Linked DNA regions of Anas platyrhynchos: region 2 is linked to region 1. The links are chromatin contacts, called in public Hi-C maps. All regions are on one chromosome and are shown on one strand. The core of a region is the stretch at or near the end of the contact, and the rest is flanking DNA. Distances in the headings are between cores, read along the strand shown. Region 1 overlaps TTC29 (tetratricopeptide repeat domain 29). Region 2 overlaps SLC10A7 (solute carrier family 10 member 7).

What was found. A called contact is a pair of places that touch in the nucleus more often than the background predicts.
Region 2: a contact with region 1 is called in a Hi-C map of liver, with 2.6 times the contacts expected there. The contact joins two enhancer-like sites. A contact is called at or near these places in 3 of 8 Hi-C or Micro-C datasets (liver, skeletal muscle and subcutaneous adipose tissue).

What each region holds. Positions count from the first base shown.
Region 1 is chr4:37,640,261-37,646,739 of IASCAAS_PekinDuck_T2T, forward strand. The region is part of intron 3 of TTC29 (tetratricopeptide repeat domain 29); the gene reads left to right. Among named protein-coding and RNA genes, the nearest start is that of TTC29, 17 kb to the left of the region's middle. Within about 2 kb of position 4,366, at least 1 of the 8 cell types and tissues checked has an H3K27ac peak or open chromatin away from gene starts, as enhancers often do.
Region 2 is chr4:37,927,603-37,933,782 of IASCAAS_PekinDuck_T2T, forward strand. It overlaps SLC10A7 (solute carrier family 10 member 7), which reads left to right. Exons shown (of 11, transcript XM_072037421.1): 11 at 2,002-6,176. The coding sequence ends at 2,046. Among named protein-coding and RNA genes, the nearest start is that of REELD1, 23 kb to the right of the region's middle. Within about 2 kb of position 3,684, at least 1 of the 8 cell types and tissues checked has an H3K27ac peak or open chromatin away from gene starts, as enhancers often do.

The DNA of each region.
Region 1 (6,479 bases), core at 3,116-5,615:
TTATCTACTTCCTCCTTTCAAAGACATGATCTGGATAAAAGGCGGGGTGAATAATTTCAAAAAATACAATACATTTTTAATGGGAAGGTGCAAACTACAGATTCTCATGACTATTAGCAAGTATAGAGGAAACAGAATTTTACTTGCAAAAACTCATCAAACTCTTGCAAAGATAAAATACATGACATACTTTAATAAAGAAGAACACAGAGAGCTGAAGTTTTTCTTTTTTATGTAACTTGTTGTTTTTACTAAGTTTGGTCTTAAGGTTTTCTAGTGCTTTCATTTCTCAGTAGTTCAACAATATTTAGTACTGGAGATAATGTACAAGCTATACACAACTGACGTCTATTTTTAAACTATTCCACAAAGGTGAAGCATGTCTAACATATGAAAAAGTGTGAAATAAAGAAAGACAGTCCAATTTGCCTTGATGCAGTCATGACTTCCTAATAATTCTCACAGTGAATCCTTCTGAATTTGTAAAATCCTTGCTTTTCTTTCCCTCACACTTAATCTCTGTCTATTTGTCGTTAGACTACTGAGTAAGTTCTGGTACTGAGACTGAGTAGGTCATCATAAACAAATGCAAAAATACTCTGGGAATTGTTCATGGCAATAGTATGATTGTAAATGAATAGCCTTGTATAGTGTTTTATGGTAATCATAAGATGATGATTAAGCTTGAAATGATACAGAGAAAAAATAATGATAATTATCTTTTTCAAAGATAATGAAAGACAACTGCAGAAATTCCTGGCTCTTGGTCCATTAGGTCAGCTCTGAATTAGGAGGGGAAAGTTAAAAAATAGTTCATTTTGATAAATAACTGTCCATAAAATATGGTTGGAATTACTTTTTGTTAATGAGTGTAATTAATTTAGAAAGAAAAGCAGAAAGATTAATGAAGATAATGTTTTTTTTCTTCTTGTGCTTAAAATAGAAAGTAATGATTACAGGTGTGTGCATTGTTGTATGAGAAACACTCTTATAAGGTTAGCACCTTTTTTTTTTTTAATTGCTTTCGTTACATTTCTGTTTAGAAACAAAATATGCCAAAAGTTCATTGCTAAATTTATATCTCCATTTTCTGTGTTAATGAGGATTCTTAATTATTACAGTACTCACATTCATTTTAAAATACTTCTTCTATGTCATCCTTTGATGTTTATAATTGATTAATTTTTCATTTTATGTAGTATTAAAGTGGCAGTGTAGCTTTGAACAAAAGAAAGCGAGTCCAATATGTGTGTTCTTTGTGGGATCCTACTGACAGGATATGCATCCACCTTTGATTGCATGAGTTAGTTTAAAGCGTGGTTTGACAATAGTCAGACTGCGAGGCAATAGATGAAAAAATACTGCATTACTTGTGCTGAAAGTTATTGTACTTGTATGTAGGGTATAATATTTATTTTCTGATACACTTTATTTTCATCTTTACATTAACAGTTTTGAATGTGTAACTCCACAATCCTTTCCTTATTTTTTAAAAAAATAATTTTTGCATAATTCATTTTTCAAGGAGATGTTCCTACTTCTGATGATATGTACAAATTGTTATGCAATATTTTTTATTTGCTATTTAGAGTAGGGACCACTTATCAAAACATTTGGGGGGTTGGTTGATTTTTTGCTTTTTTATAGTAGGATACTAGCTATTTAATCTTCATAATTTGGAATTAAAATCTTTCACCCCATCCCAAAATATCCTATTAATCTCAGCTTTAGTAATCAAAAATTCTCATGTGTAAGCTACTGTCTATTACTACTTAATAGCATTTACTGTACTTTCATATCTTTCTTTAATGAGATTGCTATATTCTACAATTTAACATATTACTACCCAGTAAATATTTCATTAAAAGAGAAGTATTTAAGCAGGCAGCCTTTAAACTGGGATTAAAGAGGGTTGTGCCCTCATGCAGTTAAATATCCTTGTATCAGTAACAGTATGTGGTGAAAATGTGCTAAGTACACCAGCACACTGAGGGCTTGACTCACCCAGGTGTTCATGTTTATATTTTTTCCCACTGAATTCAGATACTCTGACTACTTGGATATCTTTTCAAGTTCGGTATGTACCTAACCTTGGTGGATTGCAACGTAAATGCATGACAATGTGGTTTCTAGCAGTGTGAGTGAATGGTTTAATACCGCTGTAACACTTGATCATAGCATCACTGAATGCTGAACTGGTGAAATCTTTCAGCGTCCATATTTACTAAGCATCTAAATGAGTACTTCTCCCTGCAAAAGTGACTTTACTACAGACGTGGTTCACCAACTGTTACAAAATTCCTAAGGTTTTTTGGATGTCCAGCTCTAAATAAATGATAACTCTTTGTTTGATTCTTAGGCAGAACAGCCTGAAATATTAAACACTTACGGCACGCTTATCTTTTTTGCTTTCTGTAGTATATTTGGTTTTACTTTATGCATACACTTTCCAAATTTTACTGAGGAAATTCTAATACGTCCCTGTTTATATTATGTGTGTATGTGTATAAGTTAAGCATAAAGTAGCTAAGTGTTCACATACTTGATTTATATTATTTTTTCATGTAGTTTTATAGACAATAAGTATAATAACTAGTACTTGCTTAAATAAAGGTAAGCAAAAATATCTTGGTTATTTTTTCTAAATTTTGTCATCCTGATCTAAGGCATTTATATCAGTCATTAACTTTTGAGCTACAGAGGAAATCCCAAGTGGATGAAATCTATCTGAATACAGTTTTTAGATAGTACAATCATTGGTATAGTAATTATTTTACATTGTTAATACATTTTAATTTTATATACTATCGTTGTTTAATCTATGCCATTTAGTGCTTTACAAAATGAGATAATTACAGTACGCTTGCATTGTAATCAGCAGCTGGCATTAACCTATAGTACTAACTAAATCCTAGAGAATTTAAAGATACAAACTTTAATATGAAAAAAAAAAAAATTGGCATCTGAAACTAGTAGCCATTTGCACCTATTTTGCATGTCTGTAACTGACTACATCAGACAGGAGATATGGAGAGTTAAGCTCACAATAAGAAATTCTGGTATGATATATTGACTATTTTGATTATTCCTAATACCAGTACTTGTCACTTGGCCTCTTAATTTCTGTTTCCTTTTCTCTCTGTAAAGGATAGAAAGCAAATAGCTTTGTTGTGTAGGATTTGAAGTTAAAGGGAAAGTAGGATGATACTCTGCTGATCTCCACACATTGCTTAAGACTCTTGTAAAAGTACAGTACGGTAACATAGGAAGGTCCCTGAGATGGCAACAGCAATGTAATTTCATTAGCCTCAGTGAAGATTTGTGTTTCTGATTTTTGCACCAGTAAATGCAGATCAGAATCACGTTTCTGTGCTCAAGCCAGATTTCTCAGCATGGCTCTGGATGGCTTTGAATAGCAATGATAATAAAAGAAAATTATATAAGTAGTTGTGTAGTGTAAGTAAAGTGAAATACCTGTAGCAATATTCTGGTACGTTTAAAGGGCGTTCCATGTGAACAGTAGCAGTGCCTTTTCAAGCTTGCAGATCTACATTCAATAGCTGCTTCTACCTGTGCCATCTAAAACATGGTCCTAATAAAATGGCAGCTTTAACTTTAGTGCTTATTTATTTAGTATCGGAAATGTTGCTGATTCACACACACACACACACACGCACACACACGCACACACACACCACCCCACAAGTAAACAGAATTTTGCTGGTGTATGCCAAAGGCAGAATACCCAACCAGATCAGTAAGGTGACATCGTTTCACTACTTTACCCAACCTGGATGAACCAATATCTAGTAACATCAACAGGGATGTCGATGAAAGATGAGAGAGATTGTGGATGAGGGAGACGAGTGTGCAATCAGATAGTGCTGAGCATCCGCTGTTCCTCTGTGTTTGCGTTAAGTATCGGCTTTCATCTGTTGCTTTCGTGATTTAAAAATAAGTAATCTGCTAGTTTAGATTTATTTGCTTCTGTTTGATCATAAAAACAGATGTTGTTGTTATTAATAAGATGTCTTTACAGGTGCATTTGAAATCTTTCTCCCAACATGCGCATGTGGTCGTTCAAAGGGGAAAGGGGACTTCAGGTCTATATTCACCTTACAGTTCAATTTCAAAATGAAACACGGGTAACATTACCCGGCTATGCACTCCTTATAATCTGATTAGCTTAATTGCTTGCTTGCGCGCAGTGCAGGCATGTTTCTGGCACCGTGCTTTTGGGGCAGCGAGCAGCGGGAGGCAGCGCAGGCAGTGGAGCCGGGCTCTTGTCCTGCGCCCTGCTCGGGCTGCGCCCCGCGAACAGGCTCCGTGCTGCGCCTTCCCTTTGTTCTGCGCCGCGCCGTGCCGCGCTGACAGCTGCCTGATTAACTTGTCCGGCCTGCAGTTTTCCAGTTTTCCAGTAGATGCCCCCAGAGACCATTAAACCTCCTGAACGGCTCCGCTTCAACCAAATGAAAGGCCAGTCTTTTTTCATTTTGCTTCCCGGAGTAACATAATTGTTCAAAGGAAACCTAAAATCGGCGTGGACGCAATGTAGAAAAATAAACTTGCTGTTTTAGTAATATATCATAATTAATACATGTGGTAGTAAGGTTCAAAAGGCTCAGCATAAACTAGTTTATTAATGTACTAGAACCATAAAGTTAGCAGTTGGATTTTATAAAATAAATCACATACATTTAATTAGGTATCCATTTTTGATACTGATGTTAGGAATAAAGTAATGTGCAGTAATGTAAAACATGAGGCATTGTATTTAATCTCTTATTTTACATGCTGCACAATATTATAAAAAGCGGTACAAAAAGGATTTTGAGGATTGAGGACTTATAATTTATTTCAAGATACTGAAAGATATTTCAAGAACTTTTCAGTTTTCTTCTGTCACTGACACTGCTCCTCTGTTCAGAAGGACTGCTTGTTGGAGAAAGAAGCCTGGCATTTCCATCTGGATCCACTCGGATAACTGAACCAATTTCAGAAATCGGTTGCAGTGTTAAGCTCTCTCTTAGGTGTCACTAATAACATTCATCCCCATACTATCGTTCATTTCTGGCCTTTCTGTATCTTTCGTGTGATCAGGCACTTGTGGCTGATGTGTTGTAGTAATTTAAAGAAACACATGTATTGTTCGTCTCTTTGTGTACTGCCTGTTTTTAATTATAGCTTTGTGAGATAACTTTTATCTTTATGCCTCTAAAATTTGAGTGGCTATACACAAGATAGTTTCATTGCTTAAGAGTTATCAACACAGTTATCTTTGGCAAAGAAGAAATGTGCTCTGTACATTTGGTAACTTCAGCATTATTTCAATTTATATATTAAGTTGCATGGCCTTTTGTTAAAAAAGAATGGTGAAACTAATTTTTAAACAGAAGTTTTCCTGCATTTTTTGTTTTCCTGTGTTGGTTCATTAATAATGCTGTCTTGTGCAGAAAATGTGCTTTGACATCAAGTGCGTTAATACACAACAAGTAACATCTTACACAGACACAGTTTTTCTATTTATACAAATACTGGTACTGTGTATTGAGTGTTAAAAATGAACTGAATGATGTTTTGTTCAGTTACTATTAAGATGTTTTAGCAGCTAATTACTTTCTTCTTTGCTTCTAACACATCTGATCATATAATGCATACACACATATACTAACGTACAGACCACATATAGATAAATAAAGATGCATGTATGTACGTCTGCTATTTAGATTTTTTTCCAATGCTTTGGGTGATATTACTGTAGGATTCAGTCCTAGGCCTTTCAAAGATGCTGGGAATTTTTTACATATATATTTTTTTTGTTGTTAAAAAAAAACAACAAAAAAAAACCACACATTTTAAAAAGAAAAAAGCATTCCATATACAGAGTAGATAATATATTGTACCTTATTAATATAATATCTGTGTGGTATTTTGAAGCTGTATACTGAGAACCTGGTATGTGCCAAATATAGTGTAAATGATTAAAGATACTTCTCATTTACTTTTCTAAGATAAATTTTGCAAATGTTTTTCTGGTACAGAATAGTTATGTTTTTTCTCTTGTATACGTAAACACTGCATTTTTCCATATTGAAATACATATACATTAAAAAATACATTCAGTATTTTAGTCTGTCATATCATGTACCTTTTAGAATTGTGTAATATTTTTTGTGTTCAGTTCTGCAACTAAAATGTAAGAAATACAAATGAAGGATTAATGTGAGTTTATGGAGTAATTAATAGCTTTTTTTAAATAATGATATTAAACTTGAAATAATGCAGATTATTTAGTTCTTGCACCTCAGATTACCATTTACTTGACTGACATCTAGCTAAGACTTTTTTTTACATAATCTCAAGTCTAATTAGGATTGTTAAAGAACTGCAGTAGTTCTTCTTAGGCTAGAAATACTATTCTAATTGGGCTATTGTTCAGCATGAGGTCATCTGAATTTCTTGCATACACTGCAAATCTC
Region 2 (6,180 bases), core at 2,434-4,933, 290 kb after region 1:
AGAACAATCCCTGCAATGCTGGCTTCATTGTCTAGCTGCTCCCTGCTGCCAAGACCAGGAGTGTGGCTGGAGTTCATCCAGACCTCCCTGGTCCTCAGGGGTGGTACTGGCCTTCAAGGGCTGCTGTCAGTTGCTGCAAGTTAGCACAGCCTTTAAACAGGGCATCAGAAAAGTCAGCCCAGTACTGGAGAGATTTACAGTTCACCAGCACTAGTTTCTTATTCATTAAGCTTTAAATAAACCTTCTGTGTTAATCAGACTGTAATGCTACCATAGAGCCACTTCAGGGGATTGTTGTTCTGTTGCAGCAGATTTATCAGTTGGTCTTCTGTATTATTCACAAATGTTATTTTAATTACTCTCATAAGAAAAATCAATGAGGTTGGGGCTGGTGCAGTTGCAATAAGTATAATAGAAGTGAATATTGTGACTGGATAATGGTCTCCCGCTTTGAAAATAAATATGTCATCATCACCCTTGATGTTTATTTTCTATAAACACCTTGGTTTCATTTTGGCATCTCTCTTGCAGGGGGAGACGGTTATCCAGTCACAGTACTCAACTGCAGTGACATTCTTACTTAATTATGATAGTACATGTGATCTGGTTGTATGAAATTGAATTTAAATATTTAGAGGTTCATCTGCAGTACGGTATTTCTAGTTCGTAAATATGGCAACAGAATCTGCCAAACTACAAAGTTAAAATATTGTTTCCCCAAACAAAATGTGGGATGATGTCTCTCTCCAAAGTCTCTCGCTGAATAATATCCAAAAGACTAATCTCAAATGGCTAGATTTAACAATAGTTAAATGCTGGTGTTTCTGAAAGCTGGTGTTTCTGAGGGGAATATAGCCTATTTATTTTTAAAGGTTTAGATTTTTTAAAGGGTTTACATTTGTGCTAGAGTGTTTTTTCAGCAGTGCATACAAGCTTGAAATGTACAATATTAAAGGTTAATATCTACAACAAGAAGACCCATCAGACTTATCTCTCAGACTGAAAATTGCTTGTTTAGCCAACAATCCTCCAGAAACAAGTGTCTTACCCATCAAGCAAATGCGTCTGTCAGGGCACTTCCCCCAAAAGGACACGGAAAGCAAAGGTTCCAAATTTGATGATTTTCCCTCTCAGGCCACAAGAAACACCAAGTATTTTTTGTTGAGCAGCACACCAAAAGAAGGCATCCTGCACAGCGCACACATCTGTATAAAGGAGCAGCTGAAAGCCTAACCCCATTTCAGCCTGTCACACTTGCCTCCTAGGTTAGAGAGGGTGCTTCCTGCCAAACTGGAAACACGACCACCTATTATTTGAGTTGAACCTCTGTCACATACTGAGTAGTTCAGCTACCATAATTGGCTGACCCTGCCATTGCTTCAGTGTTTCTCCATGGGGTTTCTCCTCTCCTTGTAAAAATGTTTGGTAAGAGCAGACTAAAGCTACAGACATTTTAAACAAGATCCTCAGGCATCAGTCACCTAGCATAAGATCAGTTCTGGACTTGGCTTACTCTTACCTATCCTTAGAAAGGAAGGTGTAAACATCCAAGGTGCATGACATCCACCACTGTTACAGTGACTATGCTCTGAGCAGGCTTTGAGCCACATGGAAAGAGGCCAAGGACCAAAAAAGTGTTTGCAGAAGTTCTCATCACAGTCTTTACCCTGAGTAGCTCAGAAGCTCTTGTATCCATGCCACAGGTGGTTTCTTGACTGGGGTCCCAACAGTTGCTTTCTAATCCAGCTTCCTTCGCTGCCAATGTAGCCGTATTCCTTAAGGTTCCTCTGTTATGTCTGTCTGTATATGAGGAGGCTGTGATGGGCTATCAGAGATAAAAAGATCATCAAAATAGAGTGGCCTATTACCTGCATGCTGATAACTTACCATCCCAGAAGTACATGGAGCATTTTGTCAACCCTCAATAAAAAGCTTGTCTTGTACTGTTGATCTTCTTTTAATATAAAAAAGTGACTTTTTTTTTTCTTTCCCTGTTCACAGGCACTGAAGTTAACCAGGCAGCCCAAAGTACCTGTGAAGGTATAATGACGGAGATGGCCTGTGTCACAGTGAATGTATATATGTACTATACTGTACACACAGACAATTGAGACAACTGGGTATTTGTGAATGTTGCTTCAGTGCATATTTTATTTTTATATATACATATATTATATATATATATATATATTAAAACGATACCTGTTAAGTGCCTTACAGATGCATTTTTGGCAAAAGCATTGTTTCCAGAAGCCACTTTGTTGGTTACTGCAAGAAGTTGTACAGTATTTTGGAGTCCTTTAGTTTTTATTTTTCTAACAGAGTAAAATGAAGAGGTCATGACTAGCAGTTGTTCCTTCCATTACCCCTGCTTTGATGCCAGGGTGCACCAGCTGTAAGTTTCTGTTTTAAGCTATCCAAAATGACCAGAAGCCTATCCCACTGCTGGCTTACCCTGGAGAAGAGCTTTCTTGAAGGTTTTTTTCAAGATTGACTTGAATTCCTGTGTGATTCTGTTACACTCCCTAGTCATATGACTGTGACATGCCTTTTTCTTCTGAGTTTGTGTATACTCAGCATGGGGCCATCTATTGGATAGAAGCTGAGAAGCATGAATTATTTGCATTTGTTGACACAGTTGTCTAGACATTCCTTCAAAGTTAATGGTATCTCAAGAAAATTCTTTCAATTCCATTGTATGATATTGTGCCATTGTATATCTTAAATGCCTCATAAGCTTCTTCAAAGAAATGGTCTGGTGCTTGGGTTATGAGTGAAATATTTGTGTTTGCAGCTAGGAGATCTTTTATAATTTACCCCTGAAGAACACATTTTTGTTTTTTCTTTCTTTTTTTTTAATTTTTGTTGTTGTTGTTTCTGTTTTTGTTTTCCTTCCCCTGGTGCAATGCACAGAGACCTGCAGTGACAGAATTTAGGATGTTAATATCGAAGCAAAGTCTTTATTGTAGTAAGCCAAGCTATGTTTTCTGTACTGCTGCATTGGTAATGAATAATAGTTTGTGAGGATAAGAGTTGACAATTATTTTCTGTTGCCAATTAAAAAGATCCTTACAGTAACAGGAACACTATTTTAGCTAATTTGACAATCAGTCACAACTTTTTAGAAAATCAAATATTACCTTTTTTAGTGAAACTATATAAAAAATATACAAAATGCTATTTCTAATGGGAGAGTTGAAGAGATGGGAACACAGGCATGTGTTTAAGCACCTAGCCAGCACTGCATTTTGCCTGAGAGATTAAGATTTCAAAAGAGGGCTCTACACTAGACTCTGAGGGTTCCTATCTGCAAAAGCTGTGCTGGCAATTGTGGATTAAAATGTTAAAAGGACTGAAAGAAATTGGTCAAACACAGATCAATGTAAGTGCAGAAACATCATGTGTGTCACAGGTAACATTGCAGCAAATGCGAATGAGCCGATCTTTAGCAGATGTAAATTATTATAGCTCTGGTAAGGCTATAGGCATTTATGGAAGCTAAAGGTCTTTTTTTTTTTTTTTTAATGAGAATAGGCATGTGAAATTCATATCCTTTTGCCTTACTGAAAAACAAATCATCTTTGGTTTACCTAGTGTGTTTTTTCTAGTCTGGTATTCCTGTGAGTAACAGGAAAGCAGTCTGGTACCAATCATCAGTGCTTTACCTGATGGTCTGTCAGTGCAAGACTGCTCTGTTGCCATCTGTATGAGAAACTATCAGGAGCCGACAGTGTCACCTTATTCAAAATTGTCGTCACTGATAAAACAACCACATAACAAAGGTACGTGATGTGGTAATAAGCTGAATTCTTGCCATTCCCTGGAGAGGAATCAAACTCTGCACACTGAGTATGTGGGAGGGCTGAGAGACACCCCCAGTGTCCTCCAGGGCTGTGTTCTCTTCTCACTAGCCAGTAATGTAAAGGACAGCAGGCAGTGAGCTCACAGTTTGGATTAGTATGTCCCTAGATGGCAGTCAGATCCACCAACCGGCTAACCTGGGAGGTAACTGGAGAGAGGGAGAGAGTTCATGCATGTTCCTGGGCCCTTTCTTAAAAATTCCTTTGTCTGTGCTTAAAAACTCTCCTTGCAGCAGAGTCCAGACTCAGGACAGCTCCTTTTTGTTTGCTATAAACCTGAGCATCCAGAATGTTGTAAGGACTTAATCCCACTGAAATTAATGTCTCTTTCAATTGGTTTTGAATGGCAAAGCAACAGTCCCAGGAAGAGTGACTTTTTTTTTTTTTTTTTTTTAATATACAGGACAAGTTCAAGCATACAGTAATTTAGTGTGGTTGTGTTGGCACTAAATAGTCAGAACACTGCAGCTACCCTTACTGAGCTACCTCTGTGTACTGAATCTCATACTTTCAGTACATCCAACAACTTGCTTAGATTCCACTGAAAACATCCTTTCTTTGTTACATACTTTCTGCATTTAAGAATATTTCACACTGTTTTAAGGTGGAGTTCTGTTAAAGCCTTTACAAAGTCATTTTTGCTTGGGGCAACGTAAATGTTGTGTATGAATGTTGGAGGTGTTGATCTAAAGGGAATATGAAGCAAAACTGAAATACATGTATTAAATCCATACTTAATGAAACTTTATTATGCATATCAATTCTGTTATGTTTAAAGACTATTAAGATGTTTGTTTTCTGTCTTGCTATGCTGGTATGTCCTTAATAAACAGAATGATTTTGAATTTAATTTTGCAAAGAGGAAAACAAGATACAATTACTTATTGAGGTCAACGTTTTACCTCTCTTACCTTTTGTTTTGTTTTTTGTTTGTTTGTTTTTGTGAGTAAGCTTTTAAATTGTTTGCTTGTCCTTTAAAAAAATCTGTGATCTGTACTGGAATATTTTATGAACTAAACTTGGGGAAAGAAAGTTCTCAGAATACTGCAAATTATAATCAATTTGAAGTTAATTAATTGAGTTCCAACAATTGTTCAGTAGAGAGTTAGAAACATGTTTTTTTTTTTGTAGCCTTAAATTTAACAGAGATCTGGTATAGAACATAATCAGGCAAAACTGGTGACAAACGAGGACTTTGTTTATAAAACATAAGGATTTTCTTGATCATTGATACTTAAATTTACATATCTGTAATCCTGTTTAACATTATCAGAGCTAAAAAAAAAAAAAGAGACAATAAAACAGCACTTCAGAGTTCACAGGGAATCTTGGCACCTCGTGTTGAGTTATTCAAACATTTTATTTTCCCCTTTTGTGCAGTAAATTGAGAAGCTTATGATGACCCCAGTAATAGGTCCAAGATAAATCATTTTTTACATATTTAAAAGCAAGATCTTTATTTTCTGGTTGTAATTCTTCTTATATATCCTTTAGCTCGTGTGAATAGGTTATATGACAGAAAAGCCACAGTCTCAGCAGAAGCTGGTCAGTTGTGCTTGTTCATGGACCAAAAGGAGAGTAATCTAGCAGTTTGGTTTTACAGAAGTAGTCCCCTCAGTTATTCTAGCAGTCAGAGAAAGAGGAACTTTTATTTGTGTATGGTTTTCTGTGAAAATATCTCGATAGCAGGAGGTTAGAAGGAAAGATGAAATATTGTCTGTCTGCAAGCACTTTTATTTATGTGTAAGTGCATACGTGCATAAAATATGAGCAGTTACATATGTAGATATACTAGAAAGGACCAAGTCCCTGGTATATATATTTTTGCCAGTTTGCATATGGAGAAAGAGACTTTTTTTTTTGCTGTTATTCTGACATTAAAAATGAAATTTCAGACACCAAATCATCTTTTGTATTGAATTGTATTCTTATACAGAACCTTTAGAGCAGATGATCACAGCATTGTATTTGTAAACTGTGGACTATTTTGCACTTAAATAGATGTTGATGCATTTGGGAATTACAACACAGTAAGAGGCTAAATCACGGTTTCACCATTCTGTTATAATCCAAATGTGTTTATATTACTATTATTATAAAGTGCCAGAGCACACAGAGACCTTTGCAAACACGTTAAATAGACAAGAGACTAAATTCTGTCCTTGGTTTCACTTGCACATCTCCAATGAAAAGGCTGTTAAGCTGTGGAGTAGGCTCCCAAGGGAAGCTGTTTGAAAAGCCCTGCCATTGTTCTAACAATGCTCTGTGATAATGTAGCCTATGAAGAGAGTTAAATAAAGAGTATTTTATATTTTATATT